Regions from separate parts of the Mus musculus genome. Here region 2 is linked to region 1. Evidence: chromatin contacts called from public Hi-C data. All regions are on one chromosome and are shown on one strand. The core of a region is the stretch at or near the end of the contact, and the rest is flanking DNA. Distances in the headings are between cores, read along the strand shown.

The links. A called contact is a pair of places that touch in the nucleus more often than the background predicts.
Region 2: a contact with region 1 is called in a Hi-C map of colorectal tumor organoids, with 1.6 times the contacts expected there. The contact joins the enhancer-like site here to the promoter of Hivep3 in region 1. A contact is called at or near these places in 3 of 39 promoter capture datasets (the 3T3-L1 cell line, the HPC-7 cell line and macrophages), 1 of 15 datasets of contacts at CTCF or cohesin (the NIH/3T3 cell line), 8 of 484 Hi-C or Micro-C datasets (brain, cerebellar granule neurons, cerebellum and 3 more), 5 of 115 datasets of contacts at active chromatin or transcription factors (the HPC-7 cell line, bone marrow-derived macrophages, embryonic stem cells and 2 more) and 3 of 9 other capture datasets (adipose tissue, liver and pancreatic islet).

Annotation. Positions count from the first base shown.
Region 1 is chr4:119,812,229-119,817,335 of GRCm38.p6, forward strand. It overlaps Hivep3 (human immunodeficiency virus type I enhancer binding protein 3), which reads left to right and starts at 2,450. Exons shown (of 9, transcript NM_010657.3): 1 at 2,450-2,562.
Region 2 is chr4:119,849,435-119,854,729 of GRCm38.p6, forward strand. All of the region lies in intron 1 of Hivep3 (human immunodeficiency virus type I enhancer binding protein 3), which reads left to right. Among named protein-coding and RNA genes, the nearest start is that of Hivep3, 37 kb to the left of the region's middle. Within about 2 kb of position 3,282, at least 23 of the 459 cell types and tissues checked have an H3K27ac peak or open chromatin away from gene starts, as enhancers often do. A contact at or near this core is called in colorectal tumor organoids, where this site is marked.

The DNA of each region.
Region 1 (5,107 bases), core at 1,200-3,699:
GAACAAGAAAACATAGGAGCCCCCTTTATCATTCACCAAACCAATGGCCTATATGTGGAATTAGGGGAGGAGTCTAGAGCTTCTAGCTAGAGAGATGGGGCTTAGCATTGGCAGAGAACAGGATGAGGTATGACTGAAGTGTGGAGCTGAGTTGCTTTAAATCTGCAGAAGACAAGGCTCCTGTGGGTCTCTACAAAGACAACTGAGTCTTAAAAAGCTGTGGGCTTCAGAGTGCATGAAGGCCAAGCAGGGGCAATTGAGAGCTGGGCCCTTAAAAGAGATTTGGAGAGGGCCCAAATCTCCTTCTGAATTCCTGACAGCTTGACCATATTATGATTCTTGCTTGATGCTGTAGTGTTAGAGGGAGAGGAGCAGCAGAAAATAAAAATTGTTTTCTCGAGTCTTCCTGATTTTTTAATGTGAAGAAAGAATGCTTTCGTCAGGAACTCTTCCTGGATCTTTCACCAGGGATAGAGACATCTTTCATTTTTTCACAACATGCGGCTCCTCTTCCTTTAACACCACAGTGGCAGACACTCCTGCCTCCTTTGCACCCCCCCCCTCCCCAGGTCTGGGTAGAAGAGAGGCTTTGAGAAGAGTGACAGGCTCCCTGTGGTAGGTCTGTGCCTTGTCACCAAGCCTCCTAAGCTCAGGTCTGTGGTAGCCACAGGAGAGCTAGCTCCATGCTGTGTGGCTGGTGACATTTCCGGCTGCCAGTGCCCAACCAATCAGTGACAGACTCAGCTAGCCAGGACGATGACACATGAAATATGATAATTTTCTCTAAAGAGTCTGGGAGGGGAGGGGGCTGGTTTTGGCTGGGAGGGTGAGGCAAACAGGGCTAGGTAAGAGAGAGCCAGGCATGGGTTTCAGTGGTCTGCCTGGCAGGACCAGAAGAGGAAATGAGAGCTGGGGCTAGAGCTGGAGGGACCTGTCCTAGAGTGGCCCTAGGCACAGAGTGATGGAGGAGCCTGCTGATGGTCAGGAGCAGGAGGCAGGTAGCATGCCCGGGATGATCCTCTGGGGCTCTTGGCTTGAAATAAGGCTCTTCCTTTCAAGTAAGAGTAAAGTTACTTTTTGTTTTTTCTCAGTGGTACCTCTTTAAAAGCTAAAACAAAACTGGATTAGATGCCATCTGGGTGGCTGAAGTAGTTGGCATGCACAGTTTAGGCTGGGGGTGGTTTATCTCCCTGCACTGTTGTTCAACCTTCATGCTCAACTTTGTTCCAACCTCCCCCCCCCAGACCCCGCCCCCCCCAAAAAAGTTAAAAACAGAACAATGACAGCAATGAAACCTTGCTAACAAAAATGTAAAGAGGAGCCAGATCAGAATAGTCAAATACCAAAGCCCAGGTGGCAGTTTCAATTTCCGATGTAAGTAGAAGAAAACCTGTCCTAGAACGGGAACTGGGGCTGAATCTCAAGGTGGATCAGAAATGGTGCCAGAACCATCCTGTGGGCTGGGAACACCTTTCAGTTCCCTGAGACTTGGGCAGGGCAGGGCAGGGCAGGGCAGGGCAGGGCAGGGCAGGGCGGGGCAGGGCAGGGCGGGGCGGGGCGGGGCGGGGCGGGGCGGGGCGGGGCAGGGCAGGGCAGGGAGGCATGCTCTGGGATTAAGCTGGAGGTGGAGGGTGAGCTTCAGTAGACACTTCACTGCCTTCAGCAGTGACACTCTGGCCCTTCAGGAGCAATAAGGGACCCCAGAGGGGTGACCCCTGTTTTGAAAAGTCTGCCGAGAGTCTGACCTATTAAACATGAATGTTTAGAAGTGTTCATGTGCAGTGCTATTCATCATTGGGAAGCCCATCATGCAACAAACATGTGCTTCGCATATATCCTGTATTTGCATATGTTTCTCCCACCATGTAATGTATTATCCATGTGTGCAGATATATGGATGTCAATGAACATTGTTACTGCCTGCTATTTGCCCTGTGTGGCAATAGGCCTGGTGCTGCCTGCCTTCTTTCAGTATTCCCAGCCATGCTATTCAAGTGATAATTGGTGTACTGTATCTTTAAAAGGTTAAAACCCCTTAAAAAAAAAAAAAAAAAAGGTCTGGACTCCTAGTGGAAAAGACAAGCGGGGCATGGGTTGGCTCTGGATTCAGAAAGCAGCTGCTGATTAGATTCTGTGTCTGCGGGCTGAATTTATTCCGTGTTTCCAGCAGGAATTCAAGAGGGATGCTTCTGTTTGGGTTTCTGATCGTGATTTATATTTATTCAGAGGAATAACAGAGGGTGGATCTGTTCCCGGCGCGAGCATGCTCACCACCAGCCGACTCTCCCATTATCCCCCTGCCTAGTTTGGTGCTCCAGTGTACATGAGTATTCCGTGTGCATATGTGTGTATACAAACACGCATGCACGCCTGGATGGACAGACATACGCACAGGTTATTTCTTAAGAGCAATTCCTTCAATAAGGTCTTTACCCCTTACTTGAAACAGGTGTTTATGAAAAAAAATGCACAATATCCCGACTGACCGGAATAATTGAAGAAGGGTGCTGGATCCGTGGGTCAGAGAACACACAGGACCAGCTTGCTACCCCAAGGCTGAAGGTAGGGGACTCTGGGTTTTTATTCCGCGGATGGATTCCTTGCGCTTTATTTTTCCCTGATTGTGTTTTCTCCCGCGGCCGCCACCGGGAAGTGCCACAGTGCTGGGATTCCATTTTGTCGCTGCCTTTCTCACGCCAGGTGTCTGGGTGGCGGGGCTGGCAGGGTGGCCACAGTGTGCGCGGTGGTCTGCGCGCTCGGCCTGGCTGGGGGAGCGCGAACCTCAAGTGACCCCCGCGCGTCAATCACTCGCAGCCGTGGCTGGGCTGTAACCCTGTGCGCGCCGCGCGCCCCCCGCGATAGCTCGGCTGCGTTGCGCTGCAGACCTGGCTCCTGGGCCAGGCTGCTGCTCTAGGAAGGGTCAGGCCCCAGAGATGTCTATTAAGTGCTTGGTAGAAGGATCATTTTGGTCTGATGCTGGGTGCCAGGACCGAAGGGAGAGATTTTTCTCCCTGCTCGCAATCCTGCCACCCCCTGAAAACGATTCCACGGGGGTGGGTGGGGGGTGAGGGGAGAATCACACCTTGTCAGTCCTCTCCCCAAAGCACACTACACCACACCAAACTGAAGTGGGAGTGGGGGTTGGGGGAATGTCTTGCCCTGTCACTAATAAAGCAGGTGCCCCTTCCTAGATGTCCCACATTTCACCATATTTTAAAATGGGAACACTGCTGGTGACAAACGGCCCCTGGGGAGGTGATGGGCAACCAGACTGGTGGCTGGGACAGAAGTAGTGGAGTAGAGGAACTCAGAGATCTGTATGGACTTCCTTGAAGCTGGCTGGTTTGGTTTATACTGCTTGTCAGGGTCAGGACCCTTTCTGTGGCTTGACCTGCCCTTGAACTTTGGGGACAATGTTTGCACAAGAGCCTGCTGGCTTAGAGGAGTGGTACTGTGGTCCTCTTTGTGCTTTGCATCTCAAAAGTTCTGGCAGCCTTTGGTTTTGCAAGGCGGTAGCCAGGTGCCCCGGAGATATCAGGCATGTTTTGATTTTTTTTTTTTTAACCCAGGCTTGCCTTCTGTTGTTGGGGTGGGGGTGGGGAGTGGAGGGATGGGAGAATGAGAACAAGGCATTTGTTGAACTAACCTCTACAGAAGTGTTCTCCAACCCATGTTTATGTAATTATGTAATCCCAACTAATGATCAGACCCAGTGCCCAAATACTAGCATCAGCCCTCTGCACTCAAGTTGGGTGCTTTTGTTGTTTATAATGTCTTTATGTAATTATGTGTGGGATGACAGCAGGAAGCATGTGGGGACAAGGAAGAATCATTTGAACAATTTGAGGGTCAAGAACACAGGCAAAGAGCAGGATTCTTGCTTGAGGACAGAGGTCTCAGAATTGGGTTGGTGTTGATCTCAAACTTTCCCACTGATTTCTGCCCAGGTGATGCTTGTCTGAACTTTGTGTTGTAATCTCACCCCTCTCTGTTCATGGAGAAGGATATAGCCACCTCTGCGGGGCCCTCAGGTTCCTAACTCAAGAGGATAAAGGACACTGGGTCTAGGGTAGCCACTTAGGTGCCTCCAGAGGAAGGGCCAAAGAAAAGTCTGTCCTGCTCGCTGTGGAGAGTTTTTCTCTGGGGTGGAGCGAGCCCCATGTTGGTGGATCTGCTTGAGTGCAGCCTTGGGAGCTGGATGCCCTTTCCATCCTTGCATTGCAATATTGGAGGTTTTACAAGGTAGGAGGATAGCTGTCCTGTGAGGAGCTCTGCAGGCAGGAGAGTTTAGTTCTCCCTTCCACCCAACTCTGTAAAGTACCCACAGTCCACAGAGCTCTTAATATAGAGACCGAGATCATGTTCCTTATCTGTTCCTCCTGGGGCTGGTGGGCAGGTTTGTTAAACTGGTGACTACATCTGACCTCCTAAGGCTAAAATTATTTTCTGGTCCTCAAGACTCTGGTACAGCAGTTGGCTGGTGGGGGCGGGGGTGATGGGAGCGTTGTTGCTTTAAAGGCTAACTGCTACTGTGCGCTCTGTAGATCAAGATGTACTCAATTGGCACTATTGTCAAGCTGTCTCCGCCCATTGTATTACAGCAGTGGCCACCCTCCTCAGAGTGCAGAAGTGTAAGCTGCTCTTGGACCCCTGCCAAATGAGCCAGGGAGGCATTTAGTGTGTGAAAGGTTCAGGCAAGAGGAGATACATTTAGTCTGAAGTCCTGGCAGATTCCAAGATTCAACTTGATGGAAGATAACATTAAGAAAGCTGTGTGACAACTAGATAGCTTTCAACTTGTCTTTCTTCCTGCTCAGCAAGTTCCTTGGTGTCTTTCAGGGTTTTATTTATTTATTTATTTATTTACTTATTCCCCTAGGCCCTGACAGACCGGTTTCCAGTCTACTACCCAGGGCACATTTTACCACTCCCTAACTGTACCAGGACAGGCAGGGCAGGGAACCTGGCTCCCTGAGCAAGCAGCTCTGCTCTTCGTCTGTAGCACTGGTGGAAGGACTAGAACTTTGAGAAGAGGATGAGATAGATCAGAAAGTACCCTGAGCTCTGCAGCTGGGAGGCATTGTAGGTGCCACCCAGTCTGGACTGC
Region 2 (5,295 bases), core at 2,032-4,531, 38 kb after region 1:
GTTTTGTCCAGGAATAGAAACCCTGACTAAGACAGTAGGACTACCACCTGAGCCAACAGCTTCCCTTTTGGGTGTTCTGGGGAAATCAGTATGACAGAGAGATGAGAAACTCCATGTTCACTGCAGTGCTAGTCACAGTAGCCAGGAGACCGAGACAGCCTAAGTGTCCATCACTGATTATTGGATAAAAAGAAGTCTCACATATTCACACACAGCGAAGTGCTTTTTATCCATTAAAAATTAAATTCTGTCATCTCTGACAGCATGGATAGCCTGGCAATCACTATGCTCAGTGAAGTAAGCCAGGAGCAGGGAAACATGTGCTATGTGGCCTTGCTCATATGTGAAATATAGATTATTATATATTTGTGAGTGTGATTTGAATGTGAAACATGCCCCCACTGGCTTATGTCATTGGACACTTGGTCCCCAGCTTGTGACACTGCTTGAGAGCCCTGTGGAGTCCCTATGATATAGAGCCTTGCTGGAGGAAGTGTATTGCTGGGGGTGGGCTTTGGGATTGTTTGGCCTGACCACCCCTCCTGTTCACTCTCTGCTTTCCCTCACTGCTGGTGCAGTGTGATGGCTTGGCCACACACTCCTCCTGCTGTGCATTTCTCACCATACTGGACTGTGTCCCCTCTGAAACTGTAAGCCATATGTAATACTCCCCCCCCCCCACACACACACCTTAAAGTTGATTGGGTCAGAGTATTTTATTGTAATAACAAAAATGAAACAACACACACATTCACTCACAAACATTCACTCTCTCTCACACACATTCACACAGTCATACATACACTCATACACACACACTCACACAATACACTCTCACACACTTCTCTCTCTCTCTCAACTGTGATGGGGAACACTAGGCACTAGGTCACAGTCAAGTGGGATAAGAAGTTCTGAGGTGCTATGTGCACAGTAGGGTGACTATAGATTGGGATTGTAACCTCTACTTCAGAAAGCCAGAGGACAAATTTGGAGTGTTTTCACTGTTAAGAACTATCTATTGGAACTAGATGTGTTTAGCCTGGTTATGAAGTGTAACCATGTATCCAAATAGCCCTTGATAGCCTATGGACACAGGCAACTTTGTATTTTTATGTATCTAATTAAAACTTTAAGCTTTAAAAAGAATTTTTATGATATCATTGAGGGTGGTTAAAATGATTCTGGGCTTTGGCGTGAGATCTACCTGGACCAGCGCATGGATGGAGTAGACTCTGCAAACAGAATACTAGAATTCGCTCACAAATATGGTTTTGTGTCTTCAAATAGCCTTCTATTGAAGGAAATTGAGTTCACTTGAAATGGTTTGGATCAGGGTGTGAATAGCTATGAGGAAGAATGGTGTCTTTGTAAACCCAAACTTAGAAATGCCACAGCTTCAAAGGCTCTCCTGCCTTGTGGTTGCACCAATGCCAGGCAGAGCAGCCCTCAGCCCTCGGTGACCTGCCCATCAGCCCAACAAGTCCTCTCAGGGAGGAATGCCCTCTGTACAGAGTGAAGAGGTTTTTCCCCATGTGTGACCTGATTGTCTTTGGGGAGGGGCTTGGCAGAGCTTGGGGAAGGCAGAACCCTGCCTATAGACACAGGTTAAACCATTCCTCTGGGTCAGTGGTAATGTTATTAACCCCTTCTACCTCCCAAAAGTAAAGAAGTTTAGGAGCTGGCAGTAAACATCCATTTGGCTCTTTAGAACTATGGTAACCTCTCATTGCAGAAGACCTTCCACACCCAGAGGATAAAGATAGCAAAGCCCATGGACTTTCATGCCTTGTGAGCGATTGAGTGCAAGAGAAGCTGGACCAGGCCTGCAGAGCCTCAGCCTGCTGGTCCCCTGGTATTTGTGGCCACACAGGACCATATATTCCAATGATAATCACATTTTATCAGAACCCACTAAGAAGTAGGGAGTGCAGGGACTGGGGCAAGGCTGCAGTAGATGATGTATTTGCTGTGCAAGCACGAAGACCTGGATTTAGATCCCCTGCATCCCAGAAACAGCTGAGCATGAAAACACACATCTGTAATTCCAGTATTGGAGAGGTGGAGACAGGTGGGTCCCTGCAGCTCACTGGCCAGGCAACAGAGCCACATGATGAGCTTTGGGTTCACTGAGAGACACCACCAAAAAAATAGGATGGAGAGCAAATGATGGCGACTCTTGACACTGACCTCTGGCCTCCATATTTATACATGGGGTATACACATGTACCTGCACCTGCATGTGTGTACACACTTTGTGTACACACAAAGCAGGGAGAGCATAACTTATATATACGAGGATTCATCCTATGAAGGTTGGTGCTTAGTTGGATTTGGTTGGCTAGAGTACACCATTTTAGTCTGAGTTGGGCATATGAGGTGACATTTAATACTAGGTAGCATATGTTTCATTTTCAAGAGGAAAGATTTCTGCTTGGGGTGGTAGGAGACCTAGGGTAATAGCAACAGCGACAATCAGGGATGGTAGTATGCGTGCCTGTCAGGTACTCTGTTCCCCCCCCCCCCCCCCGTGGTTCTAAGGAACTTACAAACATGAATGCGTCCCGTCCTTAAGTCCTTAAGAAAGGAGCTTGGGAAGCGTTCTCAGTCTTGGTTCACAGGCGAAGAAGCACAGGTGGCCTGCTGACTTCGACCATTACCAAGCAGCAAGCTGGGACCCGGGCCTGGGAGCTGGCTAGGACTCACCTCTCTCCCATCAGTTGCTCTGGGGCCCGCTGCTGGGACTCCTGAAACCTTCATAATGGAGGATGCTACAGAGTCATAAAATCCCAGGAGTGTTTTGGAAAATGACATAAGGCTATCATTAAGGTTATTGACAGTGGCCATTTGCATTCTTTTTCCATAAAAAGACCACTATACACCCCTTTCCTATAGAGTAGAAGGAGATGGGAGAGAGTCTCGGGTTGAAGAGTGAACTTTCCTATAAAGAAGAGTCACGTCCACTTTGGGGGAGCGTACTCCCCAGATGTTCATTTTGCAAATATGCCTTGGCTGCCCAGTGAGTGTCCCGTGGAGAAGACAGACCTAGTCCCTACCATGGGGAATTTGCATTCCAGTGGCCCAGACAGTCATTTACAAAGTAAACCTAAAAACTAGATAATTGCACACTTGCTGAGAATTTGGAAGGACATGAGCACAGCCTGAGGAAAGAGAAGGAAAGTTGTGGGGCGGGCATCCTGCCAGGAAGGCTTTCCCAGGAGGTGAGGACACAGAGGCGTGGGGCGGGGCAAGGCGGATGTGACTATGCGAGCAGGGAGGGCGGAGTCTGAGGAGGGAGGTCCTGCTGCTGGGGAGTCCTGAAGCTCCAGGTGAAGGGAGGCTTCAGAGGGCTGTCCTGGTGCCAGGCAGCCGGAGGCCAGGAGAAGCTTTGCTTTTGCTGGAGGTCCAAGGGGGAAGTCATGTAGACATTTGAAGCTAGAGCGTGAGCTGATGCTATTATTCTAAATAACTGTGTGCCCTGGGGTTAGGTGGCTGGAAGCCTATTGTAGGAGAGGCCAAGGACTACAGAGATAGGATTAGGGCTGACATTGGGAGACCCCAGAGAACTGAGGACTCCGGAAGGCAGGGAGGCCTTGCACACAACAACTCAAGGAGACAGTGAGCAGACAGCATGAGCAGACAGACAGCAAGCTGACACTCCCTCCCTGAAAGGAAAGGATGGGTTTATCCATCTCTCCCTGCCCCCACATACACACACATGATGCCTGGGCCCCCCCCCCACTGGCAGACCAAGGTTGCCCTCTATCATAGCCCCCCTAGGCTGGCCAGGGCAGTGCAGTATGTAGGAGGAGGGGGAAGGAAGCCCATCTAGTGGGACCAGGTTGTTTCTCGAAGTAAGGTGGACGTATGAGGCGGGCTTCCTGACAGAGAACTCTCTCAGGAGGAGAAGGCACTGCACTTGAGAGAAAGCTGAGGGTGTGCTCTCTTCAGGACTGGCATCCCAGGACCTTGCAACCTCTGTTCTCTCTCTGTCTCTCTGTCTCTGTCTCCCTTCTTCCTCTTCTTCCTCCTCCCCCTCCTTCTCCTGTTCTCCTCTCCTTGTTTTGTTTATTGAGGCAGGGTGTCTCTCTGTAACCCTGGCTGTCCTGGAACTAGCTTTGTAGACCAGGCTGGCCTCAAACTCAGAGATCTACCTGCCTCTGCCCTCCCATCCCCAACCCCCAACCCCCATCCCCATTTCAGTGCTGGGATTAAAGGCATGCATCACCGCCACCCACCTGACCCCTGTATTTTCATCTGTAAAACCAGCCACCGTCCTTCCAGGTGTGTCTGCTGTGAGCCTATTACAGTGTGTTGTTGAATCTAACATAGCTTGTAGTCCCCGAGTCTTTATGCTGTTTTCCGACAGTGGGGCCACTGTCCCTCCCAAGTCATCTCCATCCAGCAGTTTCTAAGCTGGGGAAGGGCAATGGTAGAAGGCAAGGAGTCCCATAGTGGACATCTTACCCAGGGCATCTGTGTCTCAGAGGCTGTCTCATGCCTTGTGAATCTGAGGCTTGATCTTTTCTGTCTTAGCTTCTAAACTCCTGGGTTCCTTTAAATTCCCCTGCCTTTTGAGACCTTATAAAGTTCTCACCAACTGCATGTGCTATCTCTCCTCTCTTCTCCCTATCTGAACGTGGAGAGCATCCTGGGAGGGTATAAGGAGGATGGACTATCTCTCAGCAACCAAGATAAAGGGTGGGTGAGAAAGGCAAATCAGAAAGAATATAGGAAATCCAAATGAATGCAATTACAAGTGAGTGGCTTCAGGAATTACCTTACAGATTGTAACTGAATACCTCTGAAATAAGGCAGAGGGACAGTCCTGTAAACACCCAGTCTCCTGGTCATGATGTGATGGTAAAGACTTCTCCTGCCTTTCACCAAGGACAGAGGTGCCAGGTTCTCACATTCAAGGAGCTGTTCTAAGGGCTGGGCTCCTGAGTGGGCTTTCCAAGTCCTGACATTTCTAGAAAAGTCTGTGAGTGGCAAATTGACCAAGACTGCCTCTACAGGCAGACTGAGGGAGGATGCCCAAAGGCAGCCATTTTACAGTGAAGGAGTCAAGGTGAGGGCTGTCCTGAGAGGACCCTGCATGGGAGCGCCTGCCAGCACTCAACAAGGCAGCTCCACTGTGCTTATGTGTGCAGTTCAGTGCCGCCCTGCTCAGCTCTTCTCATGTTTTTAAAATCTCGTAAGTGCTTTCAGCGAATCACTTGATGCTTTCTATTACCCAGGAGACATCTGGCAGGCTCTTACAAAGTAAAACACACACAGCACACGAGTCAGCATTTC